4 separate regions of the Mus musculus genome follow, and all the other regions are linked to region 2. A link is a contact called in public Hi-C, HiChIP or PLAC-seq and promoter capture Hi-C data. All regions are on one chromosome and are shown on one strand. The core of a region is the stretch at or near the end of the contact, and the rest is flanking DNA. Distances in the headings are between cores, read along the strand shown.

Region 1 (3,010 bases), core at 325-2,824, 140 kb before region 2:
GTCTTGCGTGCATTGTGGGGATTAAACTCAGGTCCTCATACTTGAAAGGCGAATACTTTACTGACTGACCATCTGGTCAGCCCCTCTTCTACCTCTGAAGAGCCTGTGGCTTGGGGTTTGGCTTGTGTTCTTTGCTCAGTCATGTGTCTCCTCCTTTGCTTTCTTTCTTGGTTCCAGAATGCTACTGCTATCATTGTCTTCTCTCGTAAGATCTTCCCACAAAGCATCTCTTTAAGACCTTGTACATGGGGGAGTGAGTGGAGGTTTAAAGGCAGGGTTGCCATCCATTTGTGCTGCCTCAGCTTACTCTCATGCCTGTCTTTTGCCCGAGGCCATGCCGAGAGCTTGGTCGGTCTTATGTGGAATGACACGTCAGTGAGTTTTGATGAAAGCTCAGCCTCACCCAAACTGGTTCTTGCAGCAAGAAATATTTAGTGACAGAGATCAGGACAAATGGACAGCCTAAACATTGGGAATCTGGGTAGCCTAGTGTAGGCTCTCTAACTTCTATATCTTAACCACTAGCATCCTAACCATCAGCATCCTGAGATTCATTCCATCAGCATCCTAACCATTAGCATCCTAACCATTAGCATCCTTTTGCTGTTTATATGTGGCATCAATCCTGCCATTTTTGATGCTAAGGATGAGTTGGTTTTAAGCCATTTTTGTTCACCATGGTAATTAGGCTCTGCTATGATCCACTTATGTCTCTCCCTTGGATTCTCATGTGCAGTGTTTGCCTCAACCCCTCATACTCATGGGTCTGAAGAATGGTAAATACGTAGAGGAGGAGGAGGACGAGGAGGAAGGGTATGGTGATTAATCTTCACTATCAATGTGACTGGTTTAGAATGCTGAGGAGACACACCTTTGGGTGTGGGGAACATGAAGGTTAGGAATCAACATTGAGTAAAGCTGGAGAAGAGGGGAAATGAGCTGAGCATGGCCCTCCTGGCTCTCTGCTTCCAGACTGGACCCAACATGATCATCTGTATCAGGCTACCTTGCCTTTCCCACCATGCCAGACTGGACCCTCTCAACATATCAGCTAAGATGAACTCCTCCTTTCTTAATGTTGGTTTTTGTCATAGCAATGAGTAAAGTAGCTGGTATAGTTGAGAAGGTTATGAGGGAGGCCATGGCCTTCCTTGGTGGCCAACTTTTCTCCTCTAATCTCCCACAGAAAGGAGCCCAGCCAAAAGAAAACTCAGCACAAGTGAAGCGAGCTACCCCTTCCTTTCCCTCCTCCCCTGCTGCCTCGTCCTATCCAGAAAAAGGGAGCTGACATCAGCACACATTTCGGAAGGACATCCCACGGAAACAGAGGTCCTTTACTCCATGGCAACGCATTAGAGCATCTTTATAAATACACACTTTACTATGTTACTAGAATGTTGACGGACAGTGCGTTTCACTGTGCCAGTGAAGAACATCTGCTAAAAATAAAGTCTGTGAAGATCGTTTTGCCTCGTACAATTCTGAGAAAGAGTTTCCACTAACAGAGTCCAGCCCCATTCCTTCCAAAAACTGACTCTGGTTGTCCTTTGTGGACCACAAGGATATAACCACATGGGTAGGACCAAAGGCAAAACAACAGAGTTTGTGGGGGTGAGTATTCCTCCTCCCACACTGAATTATGCTGTGGTGAATGTCAGCAAATGAGGTGGAATGTCAGCATCTGAAGACAAACTGATGCTGACATCAGCCCCTCTGTGCCCATAAATACAGGAGTGTTCTGCTACTTGCTATTAATCAGTAGGATGCTGGCCAGGGTCTTGACGACCTTTGTCATTAGAATGGAAGACTGAATGGTCTGTAACTTCTTACTTTTTGCTGTTCTGTGTTAAAATACTCCCAACGAGATCACACTAAGGGAGGAAGGGTTTATTTTGAGTCACATGTTACAGTCTGCATTAGTGGGGGAGTTTGGGCAGCAGCTGGTCACTTTGCAGATCAAAGGAAGCAGAGGGAGGGTAAAGATCAATCTATCCCTTTCACACAGCCCAGGATCTCAGCCTAGAGACTGGTCCCACAGTGGGTCAGTCTTCTTATCTCAATTAACGAGATCAAGATAATCTTCCAAAGGCATTCCCAGGTGCTTATCTCCTAGGTAATTCTAGGTCTCTGGCAAGTTGACAGTTGAGATTGAACAGCATGCATAGGGTCTATGAGTTAGAAAGGCCTGGTGATCAATAGGACTCTACAGTTGGCTGAATGGTGTGCTCTTGCTGGCCTCAAACTCACTATATATTTAAGGTTGCCCTTGAACTTCTGATCTTCCTGCCTTCACCTCCTGAGAGCTGAGATTCCAACCATGCACCATCAGGATTGGTTCATATGGCTGGGGGGGGGTGTATGTGTGTGTGTAGAATCCTGGGTTTTTTCCTGCATGTCAGGCAAGCACTGTATAAACTGACCTACATTCCCAGCCCTGGATTCATTTTTCAACACCCTGTAGTTTTACCTTGCACTTGGCTCCATGAATTTCTCTAGGTAGCCATACTGATCCAGGGATGGGGCAAGCCAGAATGGTAGGAGGACTCTCTGAGGGATCGAGCAGCGAGGGTTGAACAACCACCATAAAGCATTCTAATCTCCAAATGACTGGCAGCAACTAGAATATGCCATCTAGATCTCTGTCCTACGTGTGGGTGGCTTGATGTGAGGGTCCAAGAAAGAGCCCAACATTGACTGAGACAATCCTTTGGAGAAAGGACTCCTGGGCTTGGAGAGCGAGGGTCAGGGGGATGATCTGAGCCGTGTTGGTTGTGATACTTGGATACCTCCGTCTCTGCCTGTGCCCCACTTCATTAGTCTAGATTTTGAAGAGGAGGAAACAGAGACATGCTTTCTCTGTGGCAGGCGTGAAGCACAGCATCCCTTCTATTAGGACCAGAGGGAAAATTGGGTAGGTTCTACACATTCTAACACATACGCCTTCGTTTATAGACAGTCTGACTGTCTTCATTACTCTGAACTATGATTTTACTTCCCATAAGAAATAGTC
Region 2 (3,103 bases), core at 376-2,875:
ACAATCTGAAAATACGTCCCCCGCCCCCCATGACATTTAAAACATTTCCTCTTAGCTGTTCAGAAGGAAAAAAGATGTAAGCAAAATGCCAAGGTTAGCAAAAAGAATGTATGTTTATGCAGCCCAGCTTACAATGGCAGAAAAGTAGAACTATTCTAACTGTCCCACAGAAATGGCAGTGAATTCCAGTGTATACACATTACAGAATGCTACAGTGATTATAGAGGTTAGGTTAGGTCAATGCCAGTCTCAGTGTGATGCTAAAAGAACCAACAAAATCAAAATCCCAGTAAGGAAGCAGGATGCAACGACTGGAAATCAACTACATCTAGGGCAGCTGCACATAGGAAAAGGCGTGTGGGTACTCACTGCTAGGCCTCTGGGGTGTGGACTTAAAAGAAAAGGCGTTGAGGCACTGAGTAACACATCTTAACCGCCCCAGATCTTAGTATTGTTCATATTAAAACACATATTACTTCTGCATAAACATTTTAGTAAATACTGTCTTGTTGTGTTGTCAAAGTTGGTCTCAAACTTATGATCCTCCTGCCTCTGCCAGCCAGAGATGACTCGGTGGGTAAAGGCACTTTCTACCAAGCCTGACACCTGACTTTGATCGCTGGGACCCACGTGACAGAAGGAGAGAACACATGATGGAAGGAGGAGACAAGTGTCTCTGAATTCCACACACATGCCTTGGCATGTGGATCCCTGACTTCTTCCCAAATAAAGAAATGCAGTAAGAAAGCAAAATAAAACAAAACAAAAAACTGCATAAGTCGTATGCTCATTGATGGGCGAAAACCAGAAGATACAAATTTTAAAGAATAAAAAGAGCACAAGAAATTTTCCCTTTTACAAGAAATTTTCCCTTTTAAGACAAACACTGATCCCACTTTGCCCTTTTAAACCCAGCCTGTCGGCTCCTTTGACAGAACAGCTTTTCCTCAAAGCTGACGTTACACACCACAAGGACATATTAAAAAAAACAAAAAAACCCAAAAAAACCCAAAAACAACAAAAACTGCATAAAGGTAAGGGGCCCAGAGGATATGGACCCAGAGGTAATCACCTCTCTTTCTAGTCCCATCTGTGTCACAGAGTTAAGAAGCAGGAGGAAACAGGTCTTGAAGCCTTCTGTGGCCCACCTGTGAGGGCACACTGGGAAGCTGACCAGGGTAAGCCTGTCAGCTGGGCTGTGAAGACATGCCCCCCTCCCCCCACAGTCCTTGTCAGTTCTCCTCAAAGTTCCCTTGGCTGGAGCAGGGTAGCAGCCCTAAGATAAGCAGTCTGTATTTTGGCTGCCTGAGGAATTCCAACCTTCCTGCCCCCACAGGCGAGTCCTGCATGTTTCCAAGGAGACCTGAACTCTGAGGAGTCCTCTGAGCAGCTGCCCAGGGCACTGGCTGCTCTGTGCGTCACACAGCCTGAGGTTTTCTTTCCTCAGTGTCTCAAGGGAAAAGTTGCCCAGATCTGTGGCTCAGTCCCAAGAGCCCAGGTTGGGCCTAGAATCTGAGACTAGTGAATCCATTGTAAGCAAATTCACTGCAGCTGGGAAGAGATGTAGGCCAGTCTGCCAGGCACTTGCCAATCCAAACAGAAATCTCCCCTTGCCAACCCAAACCCAAGGCCTTTCCTTTCTCTTGTCACTAAATAAATACTGTGGTGAAAATTAGTGTGCCCCAGTGCCCGGGTTAAGAGTTTGCAGGGGCAGGCGTGGGGCCAGAGGCTGCTCAGGCAGCCAGGCAGAGAAACAAGCCTAGGTTATCCTGAACACTTCCTTCTTGTTGAGCCTCAGGGGAAAGGGCAGTGGTTACCCCCATCACAGAGAAACTACAATAACCTTTCTGCCAACCCTTCCCCCCGACCTAACCTGTAAGTTCATCTTTAGTTTCCTTCCCGTTCACCTCTCCCAGCCCTTAGAAGTGCATGCATGCCTATGTCAAAGCGTCCTCTATGTACATAACATTATTGACAATGTGACATTCTGAGTCCTAGGACCTGATGGAAGGACCCCTTGTGTTTTCTGTCTTTGCACAGGAATGGGGAACTCAAACAGAGAGATGGGTGCATACATAGGGATGCACCATGTGGTGAGAGCAAGAAGCAAGGGTAGGATGAGGGAGGGTACACTACGTGTGCTGGGGAACACACGCTTTTCAGGAGTAGTAAAATACGGTCTGCAGCCTGGCTACCTGGTTTTGTAAATATTTTTGGATGCACATCCATTTGTCTACACTGGCTTTCACACTATATAGTAAGAGCTCAAGACCAATTAAGGCTGAAATAGTTACTCTGACCCTAGGGAAAGAGGGCTGGCCTGAGACTTGAAGGAGCAGCAGGATTCAGCTCCAGCGTCACAAGGAAGGCAGAGAAACAACATCTGCAAACCCCAAGAGGAGATGGAGCCAGCTGACCAGCTGCGGTGAGAGGTGATCGGTGGCCTTCTGAACTTGCTGAGGATTCGGGCCCAAGTTGGAAGATGAAGAACTGAGCCCCGAGCACTCACCCTCACCGCTCCTGAAGAACTCTCACTGGCTTCACGAGAAGTGCCTAGCACACTGCGGCTGGGCGCGCTCCCTCAGTGGAGCTCCTGTCCCACCACCCTTTGCCTGTCCCCACCTGAGTCCACAGCAGTCATCAGGCCATGTGAGGAAGCATCCCGATACACCTCTGACTTATCTTTATACTCCAAGAGCAGCAGGCCATTTCTGATTTACTCTTCAATTTACTCTTACCTGCTTACTGCCTATTTCCTCAGTGTAAAGGCTCTGAAATCTGCCTCCTTCTCAGGACTAAAGAACTCCATTAACTACAGACAAGAAACAAGTGTAGACACAAAACCTGCAAGGGATCCCCTCACCCCAAATTCCCAACTGCTCCCACACTGTGTACGCTGAGAGGACTTCATCTTCTCTTATTGTACTCTTTATTTGATTAATATTCTCATAGCTTGTTCTTAATCCTATGACCTCTCCCTCCATCTACACCTCACACCTGTAGTTTTTACAGGAGATGGGCGCTAAAACCTGTGTCTTCCCTTGACACCCCTCTCCTCTCCATGACATCATATTCGTCTCTTCTGACCCTTCTCTACAGCCAC
Region 3 (3,077 bases), core at 78-2,577, 210 kb before region 2:
GCTAACCAGTTTTTCCCCACTTCCGGGGTTCTGTTAGTGGTTCTGGTTAGTGGTTCTGCTAAGGTCAGAGATCCCTGGAGTAGAAATCTATCACTTGAGATTAGTTTTCAAGCTATTAAAAGGGGCTGTCAATTACTTTTCAGTATGTCCCCCAAATTCAGTCTTGTCACTATTTCCACTCTTTGTGTGTCACCCCCAGCCATGCATGTCACACCTTCGTCTGTAGGCTCTGTCTTCATTCCCCTCTCTCCCGCCTGCCCATGGGTCTCTGCAGGACAGACTGAATGAGGACCCAGATCTTGTGGCTAATTTACTGCAGTGTAACCCAGGGTCGGAAAAATAGGCCCCAGGTCTTGAAGAGACCAATTCTATTTTAAATAACTTGTCTAAGGAACCAATCATAGCTGGATAAAACGACATGTGCATAAAAATATGCAAAGTAGTTTCACAATAAAAAGTAAAGAGACATAAATATTCTAATGTCTGGCAAAAGAGCCACCAAAAAATTATCTTCTTCTAAAGGAGCGCTAAGATACTAAGACCTCAGAAACTAATCATAAGTGTAAGTTTAAACTATCTTGTAAAAACACAGTGGAGGGCTGGAGAGGTGCCCCGTGGTGAAGGGCGCCTGCTGCTCTTCCAGAGTTTGGTTTCTAGCAGCCATGTTGGGTGGCTAACAGCAGCCTGTAACTTCACTTGGGAGATTCTGACGGCCTCTTCTGGCCTCCACGGGCACTCCCTCGCATGTGCACACATACACAGGTTACACAAACCAAAAACAAAGTCAATCTTTAGAGAGAGACAGAAACACAGACGCAACCTCACATCCAGAGCAGGAGTGAGGGGGGCTGCACAGCAGTCGGCAGTGGCTGCTGATTCCTGTTCCGAGTAGCCCTCATTTTCTTCCTAATAATGGGTATGTTTTACATTTATAATTGGATAACCTTTTTCTTTCCTGCACTATCACTAAATCCAGGCCCCTGTGTATTATAAGCAAGCATTCTACCATTTGGCTATATCCCTAATCTAAATAATTAAATAGGAAAAATAACTTTTAGGCACTGTGTGGTGGCACATGCCTTTAACCCTAGGCAGAGAGATCCTGTCCTAAAAAACAGAAACCAACCAAACAAACAAAACAACGCCCCCAACAACAAGAAGCCCCCAAACCAAACAAGTATGCAAGCAAGCACTCGCCCCCCCTTGAAGAGTCAGGAACATCACTGAACTCTAGGATGGCTGTTTCCTGCCTGTGCTGAGTTCTAACTGCCCTGGAGGCTGGCTGTCCTCCCAGGGCTCACTGTCCCTAAACTTTGTCCCCAAAGCCAGGTGTTGCCCTCCTGCCTTGCATCAGCCTACAGGCTCTGTCTTACAGTACTGGTTACCAAGCCCCCACCTCCACCTTTCCAAACCTCCTTCCTCTGCGAGGCCTGGCCAGTGACGGCAGCCCACACATAGGCCTTGGATCTAGGGTAAGCAATGCAGTTTGGACACTTGGCCATTTGTGATTTTGTTTCAACACCCCCAAGAGTTGAAGCAGGGGTGCTGAAGAGCTCCCACTGTTCCTCTCTGTCCCTGGAAGATTCTAGAGAAGCAAGGCTGGTTTGGAGCGCAGATACCTTATTACCACATCGAACTGGTTGAGGGCGTGACCCAGCTCTAGTCCGTGCAGGATGCCCCCGTTCCCAACAACCACACAGCGCTTGCAGGCCTTGGCTCTCAAGTGTTCAGGAAAGTCATGTTCGGGCAGCATATCCAAGAGGCTCTGGACTTTACTGGAGAACTTCCGGAATCCAAAAGGCGGGTCATACTTGAGCTCAGCTTCACTGGCCGTGGGGACCTTCTGCACAAAAGGCTCCAAGTTGATGCTGTACCTGTCCTCAAATAACAGAGCCATAGCCGTCTTCGCGTACCTGGGCCGACATTCCTTCTGCAAGACTTCCTGAGCATAGCTCTGAGCTCTCTGGAAGGGGATGACCAACATAGGCTTTAAAACCTCTCCAACATTAGAAATGACACTGTCTAGACATTTAGTCCTGTGATTACCATCTGATGATATACATCATTTACCTTTTAGGGTTAGTGTTTTCTCAGGAATGGGCAGGAACCAGAAGGCCATATCTTATGACAAGAACAGAAACTCTACAAGGCCATTACTTTCATTATGCCACTGAGGCAAACTGTCACCAGAAGATGGGCCCTAAGTTGGCTGACTGTACTTACCTGCAGTATGCATAGTGGTCAGATCTATAGAAAACACAAGGAAGAATAGTGGGACCAGGGACTGAGGAGATGCAGAGATAAGGAATGTGTCTGACAGTAACAAAAACAGTATTTTTGAAAGATTCTGGAGGGCCAGAAAGATGGCTCAGTAGGTAAAGATGCTTGCTGCTGACCTGAGTTTAATTAATCTCTGGGAACTCACAGAATAGAAGGAGTAAGCTTACTCCCCAAAGTGGTCCTCTGACCTCCGTACTGTGTTATAGTGCACACACACACATACACACACACACACACACACACACACACACACACGCATGCACCCAGTGGTATGTTTGCTTGGCATGTTGCAATGCTCTGATTTGGCCCTCAGGACTGGCTAAGATGGTAAATTTTGTTCTATGGCTTTGTGCCGTCTGGGAGACAATGACCTTCAGTGTTATCAGAGAACAAGTGTCCTGACCTCACAGAACTTGCTGGTTCCTGTGCACGTGCCCAGGGATGGTCCTCCTACCGAGGCCAGCTGCTGAGGCCCAGTCAGAAGACTTCCCACGTGCTGCTCCTGCTGTGTGCTTCCCATCTTTGTGTCCGACAGCTCCCCCCGCTCCCCCCCTCCCCCGGGGCAGTTTTCTCTTGTGTGCACACGAGTCCGTGCAGATGTGTGGCACAGGCTCCTGTAGGTCACAGGATACCTACTTTTAAGACTGTATCTTGTCTTCAAACCTGTCAGTGTATCATGGAGATTCTAGCTGTTGTAGTCATAAACATGACCTCAGCTGGTTTTCCTCGGTCTTGTTATTTTTACTCTAATTTTTTGTTACACTTCATTCTGTGTATGTGTATGTGAGTGGGTGTGT
Region 4 (3,371 bases), core at 464-2,963, 260 kb before region 2:
AGAAAGCCTCTGCTGGGGGTGGAGGCTGGGGGTGGGCCCTACCGGAACCTGGGCTGGGTGCACAGGCTACAGTGCTCCGGAGTGTGAGCAACATAGGTGCAGGCAGAGCTCCCACCCTGACCCCTTCACACAGAGCAAAGAAGTGCCAAGTCTTCCTTCAGCAGGCACTCCTTGCCCTCAGACCGGATCTGTGAAGAGTTAAGGACAGGTGGGGGATGGGCTGGGGATGGGGTGGTGGTAGTGGTGGTGGTGTGTCCCTGCCTGCACCCCAGAAAAGTACTTCAACACAAGTCAGAGTGAATCAGAGTTAGTGAGTTTATTAAGCAGAGTTAAGAGGTAAAACATTAAGCACTGATGAGGGAGGGGGAGGCAGGAAGGAGGAGAGGGGGAGGGGAGAAGGAGATGGAGAGTGGGGGGGGCAGGGGGAGGGGGGAGAATATGAATGGCCACTAGGAAAAGAGTGTCCACAGCTCCGACGTTGAGGGCAGGTTTTCTAGAGGAAGTCACACTACTGCACCAGCACAGTGGCACTTTGCAGGATCCTGCGGTTTTTCTAAATTATGCCATTCAAAGGATGCAATTACCACAAGCCTTAAAGATTAAGCAAAGTTTAAAACTTAAGTGAAGTTTAAGTTGGGTGTGGTGACACATGCTTCCCCCCCCCCCCCCCAATCTCGACACTCGGGAGGTGGAGACGGAGGATCAGGAGTTCAAGGTCACCCTCAATCACACAGAGAGTGCCTAGCTAGCTTGGGGTACAGAAGCTTCAGACTGTTCCACCCTGCTGACATTCTCCACCACCACCCATTAAAAAAAATTAAGTTTAGAAAGTGAACAGTTTACTTACGTGTCTTAAGAGATTACGAATGAATTTGCAAGGTAAGGTTTTATGAGGCGTGTTTAGATTTAGAGAGGAGAAGACGCTGATCCTGGTAACTTTAAGGCCACAGCCCTCGACCCAAAGTGTGCACCATGTGTGTTTTAAACACCCATGTTTGCTATGGATTCAAGAAGACAAGCCCAACCTCAATTGACAGTTTCGGCTTGATCAACAGGATTGCAGTTTCTGGGCACAGCCAGCAGGCATTGCACACTGGGTCCCAGGGTGAGGAAGACCCGTCCTTTTTTTTTTTTTTTTCCTGTGTCTCTCTCCTGCCTCACACATCCATATGCTGGAACTAGAGCTGCAGAGATGGGAGTAGACACACCCTCGGGCTTTACAGAGGAGAGAACGCTGAGTGAGGGAGCTGTGAAGGTTCACACAGCTCAAGGACAAGGCGTTTTCACGCTGAGAGTTGAGATGCTTAAAAGTCAGTGGCCTGAAGAGTCTTCAGTACCTACCTCCCGGCCACAAGGAGCCTTCTCTCCCTAACCTCCAATACTGTCCCAACCAACACGGGAAAGCTTCCCTGGCTCTGGGGGAGGAAAGGGGTCACGGAATTACGCCTCAGCCTCTCCCCAGGAGTGCGCCCCAGCCCCTGAGGTTTGCTTAGAGCTAGATCAGCCAGCTCCTGGCAGACTGGGCCGTTTGCGTGTGGGCGCTCTGGAGTCCCCTCCCCGCCCCGCGTCCCCTTACCCCCACAGCTGGCGCCTTTCTCCGTGCTTCCATCCCCCCAGCAGCTTCCCTCCCGCCATCCGCCCCTCCTTGCTTGGTCCCCCCACCCCACCCCAGGCGCCCTGGTCCCTGTGTGGGCTTTGACTCAGCGCCGGGAGCCTGGCTTAGGCAAACCACGCCGCACTGGACGCCGTTCAAGCTTTTACAGGCCCTCAAATTGGGGCTGGAGCCGGAGAGGAAATACTAAAATCCTGTGTACACAACTTCTGTCTGTGCGCGCAGCCCGGGTTCCAGGAGAATCCAGGCAGCGAGGGACACATTTGCGCTGTGTGTAAGGGCTCCTTCCCCCACCCCAGCTTTTAACAAGAGAACCAGGACTCTGGATGTGGGTGAGGGGAGGGTCCAGCAGAGCTGATGAGCTCTGATCCCCACACATCCTGTTCCAAACCTTCAGGACCATCAGCCAGAGACCTGCATGGCCCAGGATGGTTCCCAATGGGTCCTTGGAACCTGGGAAGGAAATAAACCACTCACCACCCTGCCCCTCTCTCTGTGACTGTGGGCAAGGGCCTCTACCTGCCCATCTGTAACACTGGGACAAAATGTTAAGGCATTTATATTTGTATCCATAGATTAGAACCACATTGGTCAGAGACGCTTCTGGCCCGAGTAACAATTAATACAGAGACTTAGAATTAGTCAAAGTGCTGATGCTAAGTGATTACGGAGAACTCAGGCCTAAATAGGATCAGCAAACCAACCTCCTCCCCCAAGGCTCAGAGAACCTTAGCAGAGGAAGGGAGACTGTGAGAGTCTGTGGATGGGGAGGGGAGCTGGGAACTGCTGAATTCCGGGAACTCACTTCATTTCTGTTGGGGTTACCAGCACAAGACCAAGCCGTAGGTCTGTCAGTTTCCCATCAAGCAGCTCTATTTGAACTCGGTGGGTTCGATGATGATGATGATGACGCCGCCGCCGATGACGATGATAACAGAAAAATTAAGAGGACATGAACATGGGAGGCAGGGATCGGGCAGGGGCATGATCAAGGTACACTGTATATGTGTGTGAAACTGTCAAAGAATAAATAGATGTTTTTTTTTTTGTTTTTTTTTTTTTGTTTTTTTTTTTTTGTTTTGTTTTTTGTTTTTTTTTTTGTTTTTTTGTTTTTTTTTTTTTAATGGTAAGCTACTTGGGAGTCTCCTGTGAAGGTTTCAGATGAACTAGGTAGGGAACTAGCTGGAGTCTGGTTGTATCAAGTGCTCACTAAAAGGCAGCGTGATTATTATATGGAGCTGACCCTTCAGAGCCAGTATCAGTTAATCAATCCTCACAGCAGCCTAGCAAGAGAATCTGTTAACAGCAATATAGAAAAACAGGACCCCCAAGACTCACCCAACACCATCCAACTGGGGGGGGGGCATCAACTGAGCAATTGTACCCGTGCAGTCTTTCTTCACAGTCCAGATGTGCGGCACCATGAGACTAAAGAAGAGGGGGCGGTGGTCAGAGCTGCTGATCTGGCACATAGCTCCCACACCCGAGCCTGCTTCATCTCTGTCAAGTGCCCTGAAATGTCCACAGCTGGGTCTGCTGGGAAGTACCTGTCCCACCACCCTCTCCAAAGAGGCTCCTCCTCCTCCTCCTCCTCCTCCTCTTCCTCCTCTTCCTCCTCCACCTCCTCCTCCTCCTCCCCTCTTCCTCCTCCTCCTCTTCCTCCTGCTCTTCTTCTTCCTCCTCCTCCTCCTCCTCTTCCTCCTCCTGCTCTTCTTCTTCCTCTTCCTCTTCCTCCTCCTCCTCTTCCTCCTCCTCCTCT

What was found. A called contact is a pair of places that touch in the nucleus more often than the background predicts. HiChIP or PLAC-seq counts read pairs in DNA pulled down with a chosen protein or histone mark. Capture Hi-C pulls out chosen DNA fragments and counts their contacts.
Region 1: a Hi-C map of uterus shows a contact between it and region 2, with 2.2 times the contacts expected there. The contact joins two enhancer-like sites. A contact is called at or near these places in 1 of 15 datasets of contacts at CTCF or cohesin (the NIH/3T3 cell line), 7 of 484 Hi-C or Micro-C datasets (bone marrow-derived macrophages, granulosa cells and uterus), 7 of 115 datasets of contacts at active chromatin or transcription factors (embryonic fibroblasts, epiblast stem cells, fetal liver and 4 more) and 4 of 9 other capture datasets (adipose tissue, embryonic stem cells, liver and 1 more).
Region 3: a contact with region 2 is called in a promoter capture Hi-C map of liver. The contact joins two enhancer-like sites. A contact is called at or near these places in 2 of 15 datasets of contacts at CTCF or cohesin (the G1E-ER4 cell line and the NIH/3T3 cell line), 28 of 484 Hi-C or Micro-C datasets (the C2C12 cell line, the G1E-ER4 cell line, Kupffer cells and 18 more), 8 of 115 datasets of contacts at active chromatin or transcription factors (the HPC-7 cell line, embryonic basal ganglia, extraembryonic endoderm stem cells and 5 more) and 3 of 9 other capture datasets (adipose tissue, liver and pancreatic islet).
Region 4: a contact with region 2 is called in an H3K27ac HiChIP or PLAC-seq map of the NIH/3T3 cell line, with 7 times the contacts expected there. The contact joins two enhancer-like sites. A contact is called at or near these places in 1 of 15 datasets of contacts at CTCF or cohesin (the NIH/3T3 cell line), 5 of 484 Hi-C or Micro-C datasets (bone marrow-derived macrophages, embryonic fibroblasts, liver and 2 more), 5 of 115 datasets of contacts at active chromatin or transcription factors (the NIH/3T3 cell line, embryonic basal ganglia, embryonic midbrain and 2 more) and 3 of 9 other capture datasets (adipose tissue, liver and pancreatic islet).

Annotation. Positions count from the first base shown.
Region 1 is chr6:72,075,090-72,078,099 of GRCm38.p6, reverse strand. No RefSeq gene overlaps it. Among named protein-coding and RNA genes, the nearest start is that of St3gal5, 21 kb to the left of the region's middle. Within about 2 kb of position 1,574, at least 14 of the 459 cell types and tissues checked have an H3K27ac peak or open chromatin away from gene starts, as enhancers often do. A contact at or near this core is called in uterus, where this site is marked.
Region 2 is chr6:71,932,628-71,935,730 of GRCm38.p6, reverse strand. All of the region lies in intron 12 of Polr1a (polymerase (RNA) I polypeptide A), which reads right to left. Among named protein-coding and RNA genes, the nearest start is that of Polr1a, 25 kb to the right of the region's middle. Within about 2 kb of position 1,625, at least 131 of the 459 cell types and tissues checked have an H3K27ac peak or open chromatin away from gene starts, as enhancers often do. A contact at or near this core is called in the NIH/3T3 cell line, Sertoli cells, adipose tissue and 3 more, where this site is marked.
Region 3 is chr6:72,141,026-72,144,102 of GRCm38.p6, reverse strand. It overlaps St3gal5 (ST3 beta-galactoside alpha-2,3-sialyltransferase 5), which reads right to left. Exons shown (of 7, transcript NM_001035228.2): 4 at 1,620-1,963. Among named protein-coding and RNA genes, the nearest start is that of Gm38832, 19 kb to the left of the region's middle. Within about 2 kb of position 1,327, at least 11 of the 459 cell types and tissues checked have an H3K27ac peak or open chromatin away from gene starts, as enhancers often do. A contact at or near this core is called in Sertoli cells and liver, where this site is marked.
Region 4 is chr6:72,187,508-72,190,878 of GRCm38.p6, reverse strand. No RefSeq gene overlaps it. Among named protein-coding and RNA genes, the nearest start is that of Gm38832, 27 kb to the right of the region's middle. Within about 2 kb of position 1,713, at least 87 of the 459 cell types and tissues checked have an H3K27ac peak or open chromatin away from gene starts, as enhancers often do. A contact at or near this core is called in the NIH/3T3 cell line, adipose tissue and trophoblast stem cells, where this site is marked.